2 separate regions of the Sus scrofa genome follow, and region 2 is linked to region 1. The links are chromatin contacts, called in public HiChIP or PLAC-seq maps. All regions are on one chromosome and are shown on one strand. The core of a region is the stretch at or near the end of the contact, and the rest is flanking DNA. Distances in the headings are between cores, read along the strand shown. Region 1 overlaps LOC110255652. Region 2 holds the start of LOC110255652.

Region 1 (6,436 bases), core at 1,674-4,173:
TTGGAAACTCACAAGGTAGCAAGTGGACTATAGCAACTATGAAAAGTATTAGAAAGCACAAGTCACCACGTAAACAATAAATAATTTTGCCAGTTTCCATTCACATCCATATATTGTATCTCTTTGGGATACCTTTTTGAGAAAAAATTTAAAGGATTAAATAGATAAATGAAAACTTACATGAACAAAAATAAAAGAGGGCAGGGCAGAAGTCAGGAACTAGATAATCAGTTTTCCCTGAGGCAGATTCCTAAAAAGCAAATACAAACTAGAAGACAGTGTGACAGAGAAGCTGTCAAGTGTACATGTATATGAGCGAGCGGAAGAGTGAAATTCACATACAGACACAAGCCACATGAACACAGAAGACATTAAACAATTAGGAAATTGACACAGGTTTAACTTGTAAATTTGCTTTATGTATTTTAGCTCTTTGTCCAAAATACTGGTCTGAGATCAGTATAAATACTGAGATTAATAAATTAAATAAATACTGAGATCTATAAATTTTTTTTGGCTTCCAGATCCCATTTTTAAGAAGTTTTAGTTAGTGTCCTACACAAGCAAGCGGATTTACTCACTCTGTGGCAATTCTGAGAAGAGCTCATTGTTCTTAATAAATACACCTAATTTTCTCCATCAGGAGAGAAAACAGAGCTCTGATGGAGTCAAAGAGAGGAGGGGGGAAAATTCTGTTCACTGGAATCTACCTGGAGAATGAGTGTACCAGGTGTTTGATGGCTCTGGGTTACACAACATAACCCATATCAGCTACACGATCTTTATGACCAAACGTTTCTAAGAACAACTTTAACTATCATGACAGGAGTGTGCAAGAATGAGACTACCTGGGAGGTCCTGTTGTGGCACAGCCAAATTGAATCTGACTAGGAACCATGAGGTTGTGGGTTGGGACCATGAGGTTATGGGTTCGATCCCTGGCCTCGCTCAGTGGGTTAAGGATCTGGCGTTGCTGTGAGCTGTGGTGTAGTTTCGAGACGGGGCTTGAATTTGGTGTTGCTGTGGCTGTGGTGTAGGCTGGCAGCTACAGCTTCGATTAGACCCCTAACCTGGGAACCTCCATATGCTGCAGGTGCAGCCCTAAAAAGACTAAAGACAAAAAAAAAAAAAAAAAAAAGGAATGAGTCTACCTGTAAAAATGATCATTTTTTAAATGTATCATAATTGTTCAATACAGTGAAAATTGATGGTTAATAGTTAAACGTTTACAGCTTAGACTTGAAAGTCTTCCAAGAAGATCTTCATCTAAAATTTTTTGGAAAAATATTTTCTATTTCCAAAGCATCGATTTGCAAATTGAGTAATCCTAGTACCAAACCTGCTAGACTTTTCCTTTTCTTTCTATAAGGATATGACAAATAGGAATGACTTTTTTCTTGTCATCGAGGATTCATTAACTTATGTTTTTTCTTACAAAAATATTCTGAATAGCTAGTATAGTCCTTACATTCAATACCTATATAGTCCATTCTATACTTAACAAACATCCAAATAAGTAAGTATACTTTAAATTTAGTCACTTTAAACCTTTACATAATTTCTTTCTCATCTACAAACTCGTTAGATTTTTGCAGCTTAGAAAATGTCTTATGTTTTGCTTACAATTAACAAAGCTTCACTCCAACTCAGTTGTTTCTTTAAATTGAAGTTATTCATTTGATGGGTTCCAAACTCCACAACAAATAGAAGATTCTGGAGATAAAGTGTATCCCATTGACTTGTCTTCATCCATGAAAACATGAAATATTTTACATTTACTTTTAATTGGACCTAATCAGCTCTGAGTATAATGTCTCTGCCTTAAATTTATATCTAGTGCAGATTTAGGTAAGGAAAAAAAAAATGGCTTTCAATGTTGAGCTCAGTTGCCTGGGTGCAAAATTCTCTGATTCTGATACTCAGGATACTGCATTTTTCTAATGTTAACTTACTGGGAGCTTATCAGGAAGGTACAAAATTCTGTCTATATGACACAGTTTAGGTTTCTTTTTATTACACTAGAATATTCAAAATGCACCCTTTAATTTGCAATATGTGCATCACTTCATATTTCTTCACTTCACTTCTGCCCTCACCCCTCATTCTCCTATTCATCCCACAAAACCAGAAATAAATATTTGATGGAGATTAATTTTACATCTAACAGTTCTAAGAGAGTCGTAGTAAAAAAATATTTCACTTAAAGGATCAAGCGACTCATTCCTAAAACTGTACATGAACGGGCTCACTCTGTTTAAAAAAAAAAACAAAACACAAAAGCAAATTCAAATCAAGCTCCCTGTTTCTAAGAAGCAGGGGAACCATATATTACATCAGTTTGCTGGCTTTCAAGGTTAGTACTGAGCTGAGACCGTTCCCACTCTATGATACAAGTGGTAGATAAAGATGCTTTACGTCCATGGGCAGCTTGGTCTGGAGCTGTCAGCACAACTGGACCCAGCTGCCTAGTGATCCTTTAGGTTCGTCCAATTAATGACGGTTGCCTTTAGTTTACCTGAGACCTCATGAATACTCGCATCCCCCCCCCGCCCCAAAATAAAGCAACCTTACATATACCAAGATATCCCATTAGGTGGTCCCTTTTCCAGAAGTGTGTAGCAGGAATGAGCTTTAAAAAAAAATCTCATCATCATGTTTCGAAAAAGAAAAGATTGTCTTCCTTCAGGTTTACTGGATTGTCTGAAAAGTCTATATTCCAGGAAATAATAATTTTCTGCCTAAACTTTAAGAGTATAAATAGCCTGAGATCTCTTCCAAATACTAACTGTGGGAGAAACGAGGACACTCTACGAGCATGTGTTTAAATGGTCAGAAATCACCTGGAAATGTGAAGTAGATGATCATTTACTCTGGACCATGAGACTGTTGCTTAAACCCACTGCCTCTGAGCTGCTCTGGGGTGTAACCATACCGAGCTGCTGCCGGTTGTTTCATTTCCCACATTGTTGTGTATATGTTACTGTTTCGGTTTCATTTGTCAGCAAATGTCTGTTTACCCGGCTTCCTGTTATTAATTATGGGAAAGCGTTCTTCTTGAAGTGTATTACAGACGCTTTTAACTCTTGTCCAGACAAGGCAAGATACTGGAAGATACTGGTGATTCCTTTAATGTTTGTACAGAGCCGGAAACTCAGTTAAAATACATTGTTGCCTTGCATAGCTTATAACTTATCTCTTGGAGGGGAAGAAAAAAGAAGAAAGAAAGAAGGAAGGAAAGAAGGAAAGAAGGAAAGAAAGAAAGAAAGAAAGGAAGGAAGGAAGAGAGAGAGAGAGAGAGAGAAAGGAAGAAAGAAAGAAAGAAAGAAAGAAAGAAAGAAAGAAAGAAAGAAAGAAAGAAAGAAAAAGGAAGAAAGAAAGAAAAGGAAGAAAAGAAAAGAAAAAACAAATCACAGCATCTTCTATCCTCATCTCTAGACACAGAAATAACAAATAGGATGCTTTCTTCATCGGCTGTAACAATTAATTAACGGATCACAGCAGGAATCCTTAACTCTAATCGCTCACAAAAGTGTTTCCAAGATCAGCTCAAATAGGAAAGAGCTGGAAGACAGTAAGATATGTTCTAACATAAGTGCCCCTATAAAGAGACAAAAGTACTGACCTGATTAGGCGTGTATTACAAAGCTTTTCCTATAGAAACGTCTGGCCAGCCCATCTAGCTCTCTGTCTTTGAAATAGGAGCAAGTACACTTGCAGGCATTCAAATCCTAAAGGAGCCAAAACATCTGGAAGTTTTAGAAGAAAAGTAAAAGACTTATGGGGGGGGGGAATCCAGATTTAAAAAATGCAGATGTTTAATTGGGCTGTCAGTTATGTTACAGGGACATAAGGGCAGAAATAACCAGAAGCCGCTGGTGGAAAATTTAAATAATTTCATGAGCCAGTGCCAAGCTAAAAGCAATGAAATCGGTAACGTAATAGGGACAGGGGCTTTCTCAACTGAGATCTGAAAAATGTTACCATGTGCAATTGTGTCAATTAGCCATTTCCAAAAAAAAAATCGTTTTCATTAAAGCACAATAAAAGTTCTTTGGACTTGTCTCTCTCTCTCTCTTTGGTCGTTAATTCCGGCAGTTACGCAGAGTTTGGCTTTCATCAATGACAAGCTCTCCACGCACCCGCCTCGCCCCCTTTCTGAGACCCCCTAATACTGCTGAGTGGCCAGAAATTACAGATGCAAGAAAAGCTGACAAATGACTGCCAGGCCCCTCCCCCAGAGCCTCGACAGTCAAAGCCCCTTACCAGAACATGCCTGAGAGCCGCGCGCCCAGAAACAAAGACACAAAGATTCCATTTTCTCGGGGAAAATAGACTTCATGTGTAAAACACCAGTGAGAAAAATTGAAAGCTGACACATATGTGCAATTTTCGAGAGGCAGGGCTGCATCTTTCAAGAAGATTGAAATTGCATTTGATTGCATCAAAACCTAACAAATGTTGTTGAACCTAAAAGTCTTTTCAGTCTGTAAAAAGGCATTCAGTGGCAAGATATTCTAATTTTTTTTAAGCACATGGTTAAAAAGGATAAAGAATCTTGAGCTCAGTAGAGGGATGTTGATTACATGCCACTGCTGCATAAAGAATTAACACTGGCTCACATCACAGGGTCTACAAAATGAAGGGGAAAGTTTAAAAAAAAAAAAAAAAAAAAAAAAAAAACCTCTATTAAATCAAAGGGTTCAGAGAGATAATATTAAATCCTTATGAGTATGTTTTCTATAAAAAGAATCCCCTCCCAGCAGCCCCAGGGTATCATTACTGGAGAGGCAGTGAGTAGTTTATTAGAGATACAAACCATGGCATCTGAGCCTTGCCAAGCATGCAAGTTTTAGCCTGTGAGCCCGGGGCTTTTGGCTACCACCATCCCTCTGGCATCTAACAGTGAGAGCTGTCCGGTTGTGCTCCACAGGGCACCGGGTGGTGTGTAGGTGAAAAGGCTGGGGCTGGGAAACAAAGAAAGATCGTCATTTACTACAGAAGGGCACGCTTTTCTCCCTCCCTAAATTCGTATATGCCAGGATAACTTTGAGTGATGAAAAGAGAAATGTGTGGGAAAAAAAAAGAGGAAATCACGAAACAAATTAGGGAATTCATTTATAACATATATTCAAGTGATACTCTACATGTATTGTAAATAAATAGAAAGCGAGAGTTTGGAGATTTATAATAATCTTTTAATGCAAGGAAGGGGGATGTTTCCAGTTACCTTCTTAGATTTTTCCATGTGTCTTTGCATTGCTTTATTTTCACACACCATGCAAATCCCATTCAGGTGTGTATGAAAAAGGATGACGAGACCACCTTTCAAGGGGAGAATTCTGTAAGAAGGTTTCAATTGACCATTGACTCCAATATCCTGGGCTTTGATGGCTCCATTGAAACCTTTGCTGTCTCAAATCGGTTCTGCTTGTGTTCCCAGCCCAATGCATTCCATAATGCCCTGGTCTTCATAGATGGCTTCAGTGCTTGCCGGATACTTGGGGTGGGCTTAAAATACGTTGAAAAGCATGAGACTATGATCAGGTTAAAATGGAATTGAAGAGTAGCTGTCAGGGGCTACCGACCAAGACACTGCACTGGGAAAGTCTCATTACAAAAATTACATTTTTTAAAAAAATTGAGAACACGTTGCCTCTTCTGCCACTCCCTTTTAAGCTCCTGCTATTCTTAAATTTCCTTAATTAGTAGAACTAGCAGTGGGACAAGTGACTAAAAATTGACTTCATCATCCTATCAAAGATGGCTGAGAGGGAAACGAGACTATTAGATAAAGCCTCTGTCCATTAAAATGTTTCCCACAAACAGTTGTTTCCCACAAAAGTATTCATGTCGGGATAGGGTCTGGCTCTCCTTTCCAATATAATGATAATGCAGGATATTTATAACACGAGTTAATAAGATTGAGATTTTATTTGTGGTTTTTAACAACAAGGACTCCCCAGACCCACCTATTTGCAGTGAAAACGGAGGATGGTAGGTGGAGCACTTGTTTGGGAATTTGGGAGCAGGACTTTTTATGTATATTCAGCCGCTCTAATTTTAGTGAGTGTGTGAGCCTCAGTTTTCCTAACCATCACAGGAGGAGTTTTGCCAAATAGAAAATTGTTTGGGAAAAGAAAATTGTTTGGCGATCAACCTCCAAAGACAGCATTGACTCCAAAGTGCTGGCATATCTGTGTGCACAAGTGGGTGGTGGTAGAGAATATTAAACTTCCCTTGAGTTTTTTTTTTATGTTTTTTTTTTTGTTTTTTTTTTTTTTTGGTCTTTTTAGGGCCACACCCAAGGCATATGGAGGTTCCCAGGGTAGAGGTCCAATCGGACCTGTAGCTGCCAGCCCACGCCACAGCCACAGCAGTGCAGGATCCGAGCCACATCTGGGACTTACACCACAGCTCACAGTAACGCCAGATCCTT
Region 2 (6,436 bases), core at 1,492-3,991, 33 kb before region 1:
CGTTCGGTGATGAGGCAAATTTGGACACTCTGAGTTCATAGTAGCCCCTTTTTTCGACATTAGACTTCTTTTGCAGCTCTTGGAAGCCCAGAAGAGCCTAGAGGAGAGAATCCGTTGGATTAATTTTCTCTGGTGGATGGATGGGGTGTCAGAAGGAAAACAGGGCAGGAAAGTTGGGAATATTGCCCAGATGCTGTCTGATGTCCTAAACCATGAGCTGTCACAGGCAAGAAGCATGGACGGAAAGGGCATGAAAAGGAGAAGGTAGTGATGGAGACGCAAACGAACTGGAGGGATCAGAAGGAAGGAACAGGAGGCACAGGACTGAGTTGGAAGGGTTGACGGTGGTAGTTCCTGAGCATGTGGGTGCATTTTCCAATCTCCAGGGTGAACTGTCCTAGCCTGTGCAGTGCAGGCGTGGGTGACAGTGGTGGGAGTGGAGGCGGCCGTCACCGGGATGGGGGAGGTCAGTGAACCGAGATAGTACAGGGTTGGGCATCCATCCTTGTGAACACGGGACCAAACCAAGGTGCTGGTGATAAAGAGGAAATCTGAGAACCGGAAGCCTGGTCCCCCGTGAATGAGAAGGACAGAAAAGGTTGATAGATGGCAGCCAACAGGAGTTAAGTAAACACGTGGCAACGCTGGGAACTTCGGCGCAGTCAGGGCCATTGTTCTACATGATTAATCTGGACCAATATTGGGGACAGTCCATGGTCTCCAAGTAATTTCCCCACTTGTCCTCCAGTGTCTGACTCCTTTACTTTAACTTCATTTTAAAAGGTGGTTGTTTTTCACACATTATCGTCCCAGAGTTATTTCGTAGCTGATGGCTGCTCATGAATTGATCATTGGGAGACAAAAGAAAGAAAAAATACCAGCACATGTGTATCTCATCTTTGCTGTGATGGGCATTAGGAGGGCTTAAAAAATAGTGAGATATAACCCCGTCCTTGGAATCTTTTCAATAGAGTGGAGAAACTTGATATTGTCACCTGGGTGCTGTATGAGAAGGTGGACTTAGAAAAGTTCTGGATGACAGGAAGGAAAGGCAAGGTAGGGAAAACTCAGAGCCACTCAATGAAAGAACAAGGTCAAAAATAAGATGATTGTCTAATTCTGCCTACCCACCTGTAGGTAGCCCGGCCTAGCTGCCATGAGTGACAGGGAGCACAGGTAAGGATGCTGACACTCCTCAAGTTGACAAACAGACCCCACAAGGATAGGCAGTGTGAGTGGATGTTTCCTTTAATTTCTGTGGTTGCAGGGAGGACACATCCAGGAAAGTCCATAAGGTTCTTGATATTCTTAATATGAGGAACTTTTGACACTATTTAGGAAAGGATCCAGGATTTGACTTACCCCAGGGTTCGATGTATTTCAAGCTCCAGACCAGCCATGAAACACCTCAAGGCCCAGACCGATGTGCTGGGAAAGTTTGTTCCTTTGATAAATGTGGATGCTTCTCTGGTTGAATGACCACACAAGGCTCTTTCAGGGGGTCCAGACTCAAATATAGTCTACTGCCCTTCTAAGACCAATTTACCGTCCCGTGTGGGTCACTTAATGGTATGATGTGGGTCTGAACCAAACACACTTATGTGACTACAGCAGATATTCTGCATCCACTGAGTGAAATTTGAATATTTCACATAATGCCATATGTGTGAAATAGTCAAATGTGTTGCATCAGAAAGGGGAAAAAAAAAAAAAAAACTTCAGCAGCACCATAATGAAAATCTGTGCAGTGTGTAAAGTGGAGGAGCGTTGGTTTGAATCAAGGGCCATCAACTACCAACTTTGTGGAACGGAGTATCTGCCTCCTTTCCTCTGCTCTGCCTCGGAGATGACCAGAGCTAACCCAAGGATAACTGAAAGGACTGGACAGGATGGGATGGGATGTGCTTGGCGCATCCCCTGGCGGATACAATAGCCAGGTGCCTGCAAGGGAGCACCACTGTCCTCCTGGGAAAAAAAGTCGACAGAAATATCAGAGGTGGGTGTGCACATCAAGCAGGACCGTGATGGTAAAAGCAACTGAGTCCGGTTTTGTCCCCAGGAAATGAAAGTAATGAAACTTAGCCTACGAGTTGTCACATGTTAAACAATTTCATGAAACAGAGTGACGGGCTCTTAGGAGGTTTGCAAGGAAAAGCAAACAAGTCCTACTCCCTCGGGTGTTTCCTTCATTTCTTTTACACATCTGGATCCTGGATCAGGGTAAATGGATCAAGAGGTATTGCCCATCAGAGGCCTCCTCCCTCACCTTTAGCCACCGTTTCATGGGGAATACGGGATGCGATGGTGTCTAAGGGTCTGAGGTTCCCTTAGGGGACTTGCACCTCTAAATCCTCACAAATGCACTGGAGACTTTTAGCAACCAGGTGACTTAAACAATGCTGTGACAACTGAAAAGTGCCTTTTGGCTGCCCTTTTTATGGTCATTTTTCATTATTAAAAGAGGGAAATTAAAGAACAATTGGGGGGTGTTCCCATCATGGCACAGCAGAAATGAATCCCATTAGGAACCATGAGGTTACGGGTTTGATCTCTGGCCTTGCTCAGTGGGTTAAGGATCTGGCTTTGCCATGAGCTGTGGTGTAGGTCGCAGACGCGGCTCAGATCCCAGTTGCTGTGGCTGTGGTGGAGGCTGGCAGCTACAGCTCCGATTAGACCCCTAGCCTGGGAACCTCCATATGCTTGGGTGCGGCCCTAAAATGACCAAAAAGAAAAAAAAAAAAAAAAGAACAATATGGAAAGTATACTTCCTCTTCTGCCCTGCTTAACTGAAGCTTTTTTGATAGTGTTGCCTTTTAACCTTTTCCAGGGTTATTCTCCCCGCTATGTAGGAGCTACTCAGAAAAGTTAATTCTGTTTCTGGGTATCTCTAATGTACAACGTCGACTGTTTAGAATGGCAATTAGGCTTCTTTCCACATCAAAATAAAATCTGAACATTCATCATTGAAGAAAAATTGATTTTGTGCTTCCAAACATGACCGAGTTCGGCAAAGGGATAAGAGGATAATTTACTTTCTGTCACCTCCAAAGTTAACTGAGGAAACACACACACACACACACACACACACACACACACACATTTCCCTGACAGGCAGACAGGCAAATCACAGACAAAACTGCAGGGCAGGGGGATAAAAAGGGAAAAAAAAAAAATCTTGAAAAAGCTGAGCTCTTCCAGTCCCCTCCCACCAGGCTCCGTGAAGGATGACTTCAGTCCGTCTCCTAACTAATTCTGTCACTGTAAAATCCTACAGTCATTCTTCCACACATAAAGGACAAATAAGCTGGAGAGGAGGACCCAAGTGCTTTCATTTTTAACTCTTCACCAATGGAGGAGAAGGCAGAATGCCTAAGCTGTGTCTCAGTGGCCAATAGGATAGCTGTGTATCTCCCACGTGACTCACTGCCCCTGTCTTTCACATGGGCTGTAATTTAGTTCAATTCAGAACTGCAGATAGTACGGCTTTCACAGGAGCAAGGAATGCCTGGGCACAAGTGCCTGAGTTCCGAGGGACTTTGGGAAAACACTTTGCTCTCTCCCTCCTTCCTGGAATCAGGGATTCTGCACCTGCATCAGAGACCGTCCAGCCAGAGCCGCTGCTGTGCCTCCAGGGACCAGGAACGAGCACAAATAAGCGTTTTGAAATTGTAAGTATACATTTCTTTCCATCCAGGGTACTGGTTCCAATAGTTTTATGTCATAAGCATCCAATATGTGAAGATGTGGTTTTTTTGGTGCTCCTCTTTTATGTGTGTACAGAAGGGTGTTCAGCTGGCAGGAAAAGGTTTCCAAAACAATTGTTGCATGCTTGATTTGGTTAAAGATAAAGAATGAAAAATAAAAGTCAGGCATTCCAAGAGGAGCTGCAGGAGGCTGCACCTTGGAACAGTGCTCCGGCACGCTGCTTTGTTCGGAAGAAAAAAATGAAGGCACACACATATGTACTTACTTCACTTCTTTTCGCTCTTGAGTCTAATCAGATTCGATCCGTTCCCAAGAAAAATAAAAGGCAAACTTTGCTGACTCCACTGACAAGGACACCAGCCACTCTCCAGACATCTGACAGTTATTATAATTAGCTATGAAAGACGGCTAAGACACTTGGGGCAAGGAGCTCTTAAATTCTGAACAATGGCTTCAAGCCAGGGCTTTCTTTTTATTTATTTTTTCAACCACCACTTTTCATGTTCTAATCATAATAGAGACCGAACTGGTCTTTAGGGTTTTAGTCCACAAAATATGAAAGCACGTCCCGGCAGAAGGGAGAGGCTACTGAAAGGGGCCAGTGTAAAGACAGAAGCAAAGGACAGCTTTCTGTCCCAGGATCCAGCCTTCCATGTATAAAGATTTTTTTTTTTTTTTTTGAAATTCCTAATAGGGTGGAGTGAGGATGTGGGGGTAGGGAGGAAGCATGCCGAAGCTTCTTTATAGAAGAATGCTTAAAGAATAAAGTAATTGGGGATTTCTTTGGACTGGCACACAAGGGTATCCTTAGCATTGAAGTCACATTCACGGTAAGATTTTTTTTTTTTTTGATGGAGTTTCCAACAGAAGCAACATACAAAGCAGTTTTTTTAATTAATAAAATAATTGGAAACAAATGGGGGAGAATGATCCGTGCTATTGCTTTCTTTCTACATGCAGCGAGGGTAAACCAGCAATGCCTTAATGCCCTCACTTCTAGAATCATCCAAATCCTTAAAAAGTTATCAGCTAAGTCGCCTAAGAAATTAAACAGTAAATCCAACCGATGTGATTTTTCACTGATGCAGATTTTGACGGGCAATACCTCCAGCCAAAGGGGAGTTTGGAAGAAAACATCGTCCTCCTCATTTTTTTGAAAGAGAATATTAACTCCATCAATTATGGAAAGGAATTATTCAAAGGCTCCAGACATAACTAATTATGGCTTAAAGAGATCTGCCAGAGCAGAGCTTGCATTCTAATTATAAAAGTCCAAGACGTTCGGGAGGCTTTTTTTTTTTTTTTTTTAAAGAGGGCTTGGACACACATCTTCGCATAATCTTTTTTAAATACACCATTTTTTTTTTCTTTGTCTGCTCTCCTGTTATCCACACCTCCCCCACCACGGCCCACTGTGTGCCCAGACACCTGAAGACCAGACATAATGATCAACAGAGCCCCAGCCTGTCTGGACTCCAGCCAGGTCCCCCTCTACAATCAAGGAGCCTGCACGCAATCCCTGCCTGGCCTATCCCCCTGCTCTGTGCAGATCCGGGATGGAAGTCTTACACATACTGCGGAAAGATTAAAGACAACAATATCCCCTTTCTCTTACCCCAGACAGCCTCAATTTTTAACCCTTTCGTTGCCTCGAAAACGGAGACGTCTTCTCCGTTCAAATGCAAGTCCCCGGAGGTTGTGGCGGGGGGGAGGTGGGCTGCAACTCCCTCCGCATAGTGTACAGCTGCATGCGCCTCATTGGGTACAGAAATCACATCTCCAACGACCCACCGGGATATGTTAGGATGAACAGCGTGCTAACGCAACAAAACAGGATTTGCTTGTGCGGGAAATGCATTTTTGGATGAACTGAAGCTGTATGAAATCTGGAAAATGTCAAAGGTCTGTGAACGATTCTTGCAAAGCTTGCAGAAGGTTCTATCGTGTCTGATGATGCTGTTCTTTAAGCATCTCTCTCTCTCTCTCTCTCACTCGTTCAAGAGACACTCAGCCAGGCACGTATCTCGTTCTATCACGGAGAAACCCAGGTTTGCTGGTGATGTCATCACATATAAAATTTCGCCTTTGTGGGCCACATTTTCAATCACCTAATCGCCAGTGTCTGTTGGGTGTATGCCCATAGGAAGTTCACATGTGTGTGGGGTTAACCGACACCCACAGGAAAGGACTGTTTTATTTGTAACTATCTTTCTCTTGAAGATGTGTTATGGGCAGTATGGCCAAATTTATCAAGATATATGTAGGCAGGCAGAGTTTCCTCGTTCTGGGAAGCCTTATTAATATGCTGGTTGAACATTTTAGAGGTGGCTGAATTTCAATGACGTGAATAGGATGTAGAAATGGTGAGCATTTTGCAATCATTGGGGTAAAAAGGCTACAATGTCGATATTTGTTATGACTTGGTGATTTTTATGTGCCACTCAAATTTTTGAAATCTATTAGATCATTTTTACTATTTACTTATTATGTAAGGAAAGAATCTACACAAATGATTTGGAAAGCAATGCTCATTTCACGTGCTCTGGGTTAGATGAGAGTTGGATTAAAACTGTGTGGGCTATTATAGCGTTTGTATTTATTTTCAAGTCTCTTTTATGGGTCTTATGCTAAACAGGTATTCACCAAGCAAGCATTCAGATTTTTAATGATGTGTGTATTTAAGTACATTATTTTATTCCACTTAACTCAAATGGAACAAAGTTTAATAATT

What was found. HiChIP or PLAC-seq counts read pairs in DNA pulled down with a chosen protein or histone mark.
Region 2: an H3K27ac HiChIP or PLAC-seq map of skeletal muscle shows a contact between it and region 1. The contact joins the promoter of LOC110255652 here to the enhancer-like site in region 1. A contact is called at or near these places in 1 of 5 promoter capture datasets (liver), 7 of 47 Hi-C or Micro-C datasets (alveolar macrophages, blood, embryonic fibroblasts and 3 more) and 2 of 2 datasets of contacts at active chromatin or transcription factors (alveolar macrophages and skeletal muscle).

What each region holds. Positions count from the first base shown.
Region 1 is chr10:21,742,543-21,748,978 of Sscrofa11.1, reverse strand. The region is part of intron 1 of LOC110255652; the gene reads left to right. It overlaps LOC110255653 (a long non-coding RNA gene), which reads right to left. Exons shown (of 2, transcript XR_002336256.1): 1 at 1-6,436. Among named protein-coding and RNA genes, the nearest start is that of MIR181A-1, 49 kb to the right of the region's middle. Within about 2 kb of position 2,923, at least 26 of the 83 cell types and tissues checked have an H3K27ac peak or open chromatin away from gene starts, as enhancers often do. A contact at or near this core is called in alveolar macrophages, liver and skeletal muscle, where this site is marked.
Region 2 is chr10:21,775,135-21,781,570 of Sscrofa11.1, reverse strand. LOC110255652 reads left to right here and starts at 2,741. Exons shown (of 5, transcript XR_002336251.1): 1 at 2,741-3,668. LOC110255653 (a long non-coding RNA gene) reads right to left here. Exons shown (of 2, transcript XR_002336256.1): 2 at 4,996-6,436.